Linked DNA regions of Pan troglodytes: region 2 is linked to region 1. A link is a contact called in public Hi-C data. All regions are on one chromosome and are shown on one strand. Each heading gives the region's core, a stretch centred on a gene start, on an enhancer-like site or on the middle of the called end of the contact. The rest is flanking DNA. Distances are from core to core; before and after follow the strand shown.

Region 1 (3,496 bases), core at 700-3,199:
TCTAGCTCCCCATTCATCCTGCTAAGAGCCACCTCCACCATCCAATAAAACCCCTGCATTCACCACCCTTCAAGTTCATGTGTGACCTGATTCTTCCAGGACAATGGACAAGAGCTTGGGATATAGAAACCTGTGACACTGGCCCTCTGCCCTTGTGAAAAGCAGAGGGTCCACTGAACTGGTTAACACTTAAGCCATCTATGGAGGGCAAAGCTAAAAGAGCACACTGTAACACATGCTCCTGAGCCTGCCTGTCTGCGTGCTCCCCCTCCCATAGGGGTTTCAGCGTACTGTGACCAAACACACAAGCCACACCACTGTCACACATCCTCAAGAGGGGTCAGGGAACTCTCCCATTTCACAGACATCAGACAATTAGGGCAGCCCCTACATCCCAGAACCTGCTGAAATTATTCAAGCTGGCCAATCCTACACCTGCTAAACCTGCTTACCTACCTTGCCCCTTCTTTCCCATGAAAACCACAATGACGGCTCTTGCCCACATTTTCCCCTTACATCCTCTGCCTCCTGACCAACTCCTGCTTCCCCGGGTGGCCCTGTGTGGTGCAGTGTGACCCCTCCTCTTGGGAACTGTGGGTAACAATCTCTTCAACGGCAGCTGTCTCCTGACCTGTTGGCTTCACCATACCTGATACTAATAATAAAACCTGCATTTTATTTTATTTTTTTATTTATATTTATTTATTTGTTTATTTTTGAGATGGAGTCTCCTTCTGTCTCCAAGCTGGAAGTGCAGTGGCGCGACCTCAACACTCCAAGCTCTGCGGCGCTCCACCAAACCCTGCAAGCCCTGCCTGTCAGGTTCAAGTGATTTTCCTGCCTCAGCCTCCCGAGTAGCTGGGACTACAGGCTACAGGCATGCGCCACCATGCCCAGCTAATTTTTGTATTTTCAGTAGTGACGGGGTTTCACCATGTTGGCCAGGATGGTCTCCATCTCTTGACCTTGTGATCCACCAGCCTCAGCCTCCCAAAGTGCTGGGATTACAGGCGTGAGCCACCGTGCCCAGCCAGAAAACCTGCATTTTAAAACACGAGGACCATGTGAGCCTGTAGTTGCTGGTGGCCACCTTACCCCACATGAAGAGAATGAACCCAAAGAATGCTGAGAATGAACCCAAAGAAACCTAGAGGATCTCAGCACTTTGGGAGGCTGAGGTGGGAGGATCCCTTGAGCCCAGGAGTTCAAGACCAGCCTGGACAACATGGTGAGATCCCCATCTCTACAAAAAAGTAAAATAAATTTAGCCGGGTGTGGTGTACATGCCTGTGGTCCCAGCTACTCAGGAGGCTGAGGTGGGAGTGACACTGAAATGCTGGAAAGGGAAGAGCGTGGCCGCTTTAAATGATATGGAAAAGGGGAAAGGAAGTGCTGGGTAGAGGAGAGTTGTGGTCCCTGGCTAGGGCTCCACCCCCACGGACCTAGGTAAGGACAGGCATTTTTCTGCCCAAATGTTGCATTCCCCAAGACTACCCTGGCCTGCCACGCCCACATCTTGGGCCTATAAAAACCCATGACCCCCTAGAGGGCAGACACAGAAGCGGCTGGAAGTCGGGAGGAATACATTGGAGGAAAAAGACAAGCAGCTGGTCTTTGAGACCCGAGAGCCCACCACCCGGCAGGAAGGCAGGCAGACCGGCCATGAATCAGCAGAATGATGCGGAGTTTGGATGGGGCCGTTGGAAGGGAGCTGGGGCCACTGAGCAGCCAAACTCCAGGGGAAAACCATCTCCCTTCTGGCTCCCCCATTGGCTGAAAGCTACTTCTACTCAGTAAAACTTTGCACTTATTCTCCAAGCTCACCTGTGATCTGAATCTTCCAGTACACCAAGGCAAGAACCCGGGATACAGAAAACCCTCTGTCCTTGGGACAAGGTAGAGGGTCTAATTGAGCTGTTTAACACAAACCGCCTGTAGAGGGCAAACTAAAAGACCCTGTAACACACGTCCACTGGGACTTCAGGAGCTGTAAACATTCACCCCTAGACACTGCAGTGGGGTTGGAGCCCCACAGCCTGCCCGTCTGTATGCTCCCCTAAAGATTTGAGCAGCGAGGCACTGGAGAACCGAGCCACTCCACAGGTCGCACACCCTGCGAGGGGGACAGGAGAACCTTTCCCGTTTCAGGAGGATCGCTTGAGCCCAGGACTTCAAGGCTGCAGTGAGCCATGATTGTGCCACTGCACTCTAGCCTGGGTGACAGAGTGAGACCCCGTCAAGAAAGAAAAGAGAGGGGAGGGAGGGAGGGAGAGATGGAGGGAAAGGAAGGAAAAGGAATGAAGGGAAGGAAAGAACACAGAAGAGACAGTGTCCTAATGGAGTCATTTCAGTTTCTACCAATCCCAGATGCCTTAGCTACATGAATAAGTACATTTTTTGGGCGGGGGAGTAGGCTTAAACTATTTTGAGTTGGATTGTCTATCCCTAGCACCCTGACTGGGGTGCAGACGGTCTGTGTGGACTACCCAGGCGCTGCGCTGTGGTCAGACTCAGCCCCCAGGAGTGCTGTGGGACCGTCCTGACTGTGCCTCACCGGCAAAGAAAGGACTGGGCTGTTGCGGGCAGGAGGCCCTGGGGGGAGCGTCCACTCAGGTGCCGGTTGGGAGAGTAGCTCTCTGCACTGTCTCCTCACCTTAAAGGGAAGCATTCAGGCTGGATGTTCCCATGGGCTCTCCCCTGTTCTTTTCCCCAATTTTCTGCAAGTTTTTGTTTCAAAGTAAAAATAATACTAAAATAGAGCACTTACTACAAGTCGGGCACTGTGCTGAGATTCATACACAGGGATTCCTTGGAGCCTCATAACAACTCTGTGAGGGGTGATGGCCGTCCGGTTGCACAGATAGGGAGCCAGAGGCACCCATGGATGGAGGCCCAGCCTGCCTGGTGATCCTGCCGATGGGCGCTGCAGAGCTGCTCGGCGTCCCTCTCCAGCGCTTCCATCTGCGGGAAATTCACCTGTAGTCTCATCCAAATCCTCATTTTCCTTCTTCCAGTCCTTCCTTCAGTCTTAACTCTCCCAGGCTTAATCATTAAAGAAAGCCTTTTTAGACTGTCCTCGAGAGTGTTAGCTTGTTATTTAAAACAGTTTCTTCTAAGTTCCCTCCCACATTCCCCCTCATGGAATTCCAAACTGGGCATATGGTAGGGGAGGTTCATGCTGGGGAACAGGTCAGGCAGAGGACCACGGCAAGGGCGAGCAGTGGCACCTTACAGTGTTCCCAAAGGCCAGGCAGCAGGGCCTTGGGACAAGACAGCACCGGGAGGGCGGGGCTAGACTCTGGAATGATGCTGGGGCAGAACGACTTGAAGACCCAGGTGTCGGGGTTGCATCTGTCTCCCATTTGTGAATAGTCCTGTGATGGGTGTTCTTTTCATCCTCCCCTCAATCGCATGTAGTTTTCCTTCCCCACCATCAAGACCACCAGCAGGCCGAGGCGGGAGGCTTGCACAAGACCAGGAGGTTGAGGCTGCAGTA
Region 2 (3,496 bases), core at 547-3,046, 530 kb before region 1:
ACAAGGATAGAGCCAAGAATGCATTAAGTGCTTCATTTCCAATGAGTTCATTTGTGTTATCTGCTTTGAATTACTCACAGTATTTTTATAGCAGGTAGCTAGCCAGCCTATGAGGAGGGCAGGAAAGGGCTCCTCCATACCCACACCAGGAAAGTCAGGTGACCATCAGGTGCTGGTCAGGCGGTTGTTAACTATCTCTATAAAATAATAATTGGTGACAGCCAGCATCAGAGAAAGGCAGTCTCCCTATACAGATAAAAAAAAACACCGGTAACTGTTGATCGGCAGCTTTCAGGAGTTGGGCGAGTGAGCTCGAGCATGCGCATTAAGAGACGATACGGCAGCACAAGACCTTCTGGGGGCACTCCACCGGAAAAGGGAAGAAAGCCTCAGGTGAGCATGCGTACACCTCCTCAAACACACTGTGCATGCTCACCTCCCAAGCACAAGGAGGACATTGCACATGCAGGCGGTCCACCCTAAGGGAAGAATCATGGGAAAAGGGACACTATACCCTGGAAGTATGCCAATATATAAAACCCCAAGTCAGAAGGTCAAACGCTACACTTGACCTCCAAAGTGCCCAATTGGGTCTTTTCCGAGTGTACTTTGTTTATCCCCTGCTCTAAAGCTTTTTAATAAACTTCCACTCCTGCTCTGAAACTTGCCTTGATCTCTTTTTCTGCTTTATTCCCCTCAGTCGAATTCTTTCTTCTGAGGAGGCAAGAACTGAGGTTGCTGTAGACCTGTATGGATTGCCACCAGTAATCAATAAACTTATTGAATCCTAACAGTATTCAATCATTTTATTTATATAGGAAAAATTATCACCTGTTTATCTCCCCATCCACTTTTTCTTTATGCTCGTGCTAGAGATTATAGACTTCCCTGATAACTAAGGGCATTTTTACTTTGCTGACCAACCATAAACGTCCCGCATAGGGTGAACATGTACAAAATAGGGCAGGATGTGTGCCCAGAGCACCATATCTACCATGTGTCAGGGTGGGCTCTGAAGTGGGGATAGTTTTTTTCAGAAATTTACCATTTAGCCAGAGAGAGAAAGGATCTTCTGATGAAAGTGTTAGCAGATAAGCCAGTGCTTACTTAGGGACAAATAAAGCTGAGACAGGGCTGAGAGGTGCTGCGGAGGTGGAGTATTTTTCATAGCAGAGGTGGATTGAGCTGGGCCCCTGGGGAGGTGAGTCATTTGAAAATGCTGAGGGGAGGAAAGCAGGTGACATACAAGTCATTTCCCTCTTTTGATTTTTAGGTTTTAACTCCATTCGGCAGCCTGAGAGAATGCAGTCGGGAAACGTGTGGGAAAGACACTGAAGGGCAGGAAAGGAGAACCCAGGACAACCCAGGCCCAGCCTTGTTTTCTACTCTCTGCCTCAGGCCCCAAGACCATGTGGCCAGGGTGCAAACCATGCAGTATCTGCATAGCGAACGGTACTGTAAGCCAAACTGTTAGAATATGGGCCTCTGCTCTTTGTGTCCCTGCTACCTGATTTACATCTCTCTGGGCTGCAAGCAGAAGCCCCAGGTCTACCGTGCTCGGCTTTGAAGCCTTCCCTCAGGCACCCTCTGCGAGAAGACCCTGCTGGCTGGACTTGGCTCCCAGCCATGGCCAGGCCAAGGAGCAGAGGGGAGACAGGGGAAGGCAGAGGATGCCTGGAAGCCCCAGCCCTCTCCTCCTATTTGCCTGAAGGTCGGGAGGCCACTTTCCTGAACCAGTACAGGCAAAACAATGAAAGCATCTGCAGGCAGAGGCAGCACAGTGGGGTGTGCGGAGAGTCACAATGGGGAGGCGGAGTGGGGAAGGAAGAGAGAGAAGGCTGGAGGGAGATCCCATTTGGAAATAAGGAGAAGGCTTTGAACTTGCAGATCTCTCCAACTGAGGCAAAACCCACACTAAACCAGCCCCAGCTGGGTGCCGCAGGAGACTGTGAATAAATTTGAGAGGGAGAATGAGATGACAGTTCCCCCTTCTTAATGCATTCACCCCAAGGTGCTGCTGGGCATCTGTTCCATAATTAACCAGACTCTCCCCTCCACCAACCCCTCCTTCCCCTTCACCTCCTCCAGTGGCTGCTCAAACATTTGCCATAATTATTCCCCCGCCCCACTTTTCAAAGGAGCCCTCTGGAAGGAGTTTGCTGCCTGGCTCTTATTTCTTCCTCCACCTCCCCAGTTCTGGGCAGGGTGACAGCCATCCTTGGCTAGAAGGGGTTTGTGAGCATCCCACTTCCCAGAGGCCACTGCGGTATCCCATCCTCCTCACCCCAGCCAATCAGTGGAACATCTGTTCTCCCCTCAGTGAGGCTCAGTGCGGCAGGAAGGCGGAAGGGCATAGCAGGGTATCCGGGTGGGCCATTTTCCATCAGCATGTGATCTCTACCTCCCTCCCCCATGATCTGATATGAAAATCACAGCAGTAATGAAAACTGATGGGACAATGTGGTGCATAGAAAATCCTGAGAACTTCTTTCCAATAATAGTATTATATTATGAGTGATAATAATACATATTTTAAATGGAAGATCACAGGAAGTTGTCTGGTTATTGTTTATTCTCAGCCTCTGTGGCCACATGTAACACATACTGGGCGTTCAATACATAATTGTTGAAGACATGGATCACTGCTTTATCAAGTACTTTACAAAAGTTGTCTCTACACACAATACTCATGAGAAATAAGTAATAGAATCCCCACTTTAAGGTGAAGAAAATTGAGGCACAGAGAGGTTGAGCAACTTCCCCAAGGTCACACAGCTAGTAAGAGACTAAGTCAGGATTTGAACACAGACCAATGACACCATGCCCATGGTCTTTCTGTTATTCCGTGCTGCCAGGCCACCTCCCTGCATGAAACATTTCAAGAGGAGGTCCCTGATAATGGATTTGCTGTTTCCTCTAGCTAAAGTGTCATTTTACTGACACCCACTCATCACTCAAGTTCAAAGACTCAGTGAAGACATCTACTGATGTGTCTTTTATTGATGAATCTTTTATTAGCATGAATCATATTTTGCTAATAAATATTGCTAATGAATGATATGCTAATAAATATGATTGCTAATAAATATGATTGCTAATAAATATTAGCAAATCATATTTTGCTAATAAATAGTGATATTGATATCACTATTTCATATCACAAATATTTAGCACATGGTAGATATTCAATAAATGTTTTTTAATTTCTATTTTACAGATAACATTCCTAAGATTCAGAGATGGGACTAACTTATTCAAGACCATACAACTAGGCTATGTAAGAACTACAACTTATATCAAGACCTTTGACTATGAGTACAGGAAGCTTTCCAGTAACCCATCAACCATGAGCTGCATGGTACATAATTTCATTCTATATTAACAAATGAAGTTCTATAATTGTGGTGATTTCTATTTTTTTCTGACAGCTTCTTAATATATATGACCAACTAGTAATCACAAACTTGACTTATTTCAGTTTTTATCATAATAAAAG

What was found. A called contact is a pair of places that touch in the nucleus more often than the background predicts.
Region 2: a Hi-C map of induced pluripotent stem cells shows a contact between it and region 1, with 2.4 times the contacts expected there. The contact joins two enhancer-like sites. A contact is called at or near these places in 2 of 7 Hi-C or Micro-C datasets (induced pluripotent stem cells and stem cell-derived neural progenitor cells).

What each region holds. Positions count from the first base shown.
Region 1 is chr17:61,175,479-61,178,974 of NHGRI_mPanTro3-v2.0_pri, reverse strand. No RefSeq gene overlaps it. Among named protein-coding and RNA genes, the nearest start is that of MEX3C, 73 kb to the left of the region's middle. Within about 2 kb of position 1,949, at least 1 of the 24 cell types and tissues checked has an H3K27ac peak or open chromatin away from gene starts, as enhancers often do. A contact at or near this core is called in induced pluripotent stem cells, where this site is marked.
Region 2 is chr17:61,709,456-61,712,951 of NHGRI_mPanTro3-v2.0_pri, reverse strand. No RefSeq gene overlaps it. Among named protein-coding and RNA genes, the nearest start is that of MEX3C, 460 kb to the right of the region's middle. Within about 2 kb of position 1,796, at least 4 of the 24 cell types and tissues checked have an H3K27ac peak or open chromatin away from gene starts, as enhancers often do. A contact at or near this core is called in induced pluripotent stem cells, where this site is marked.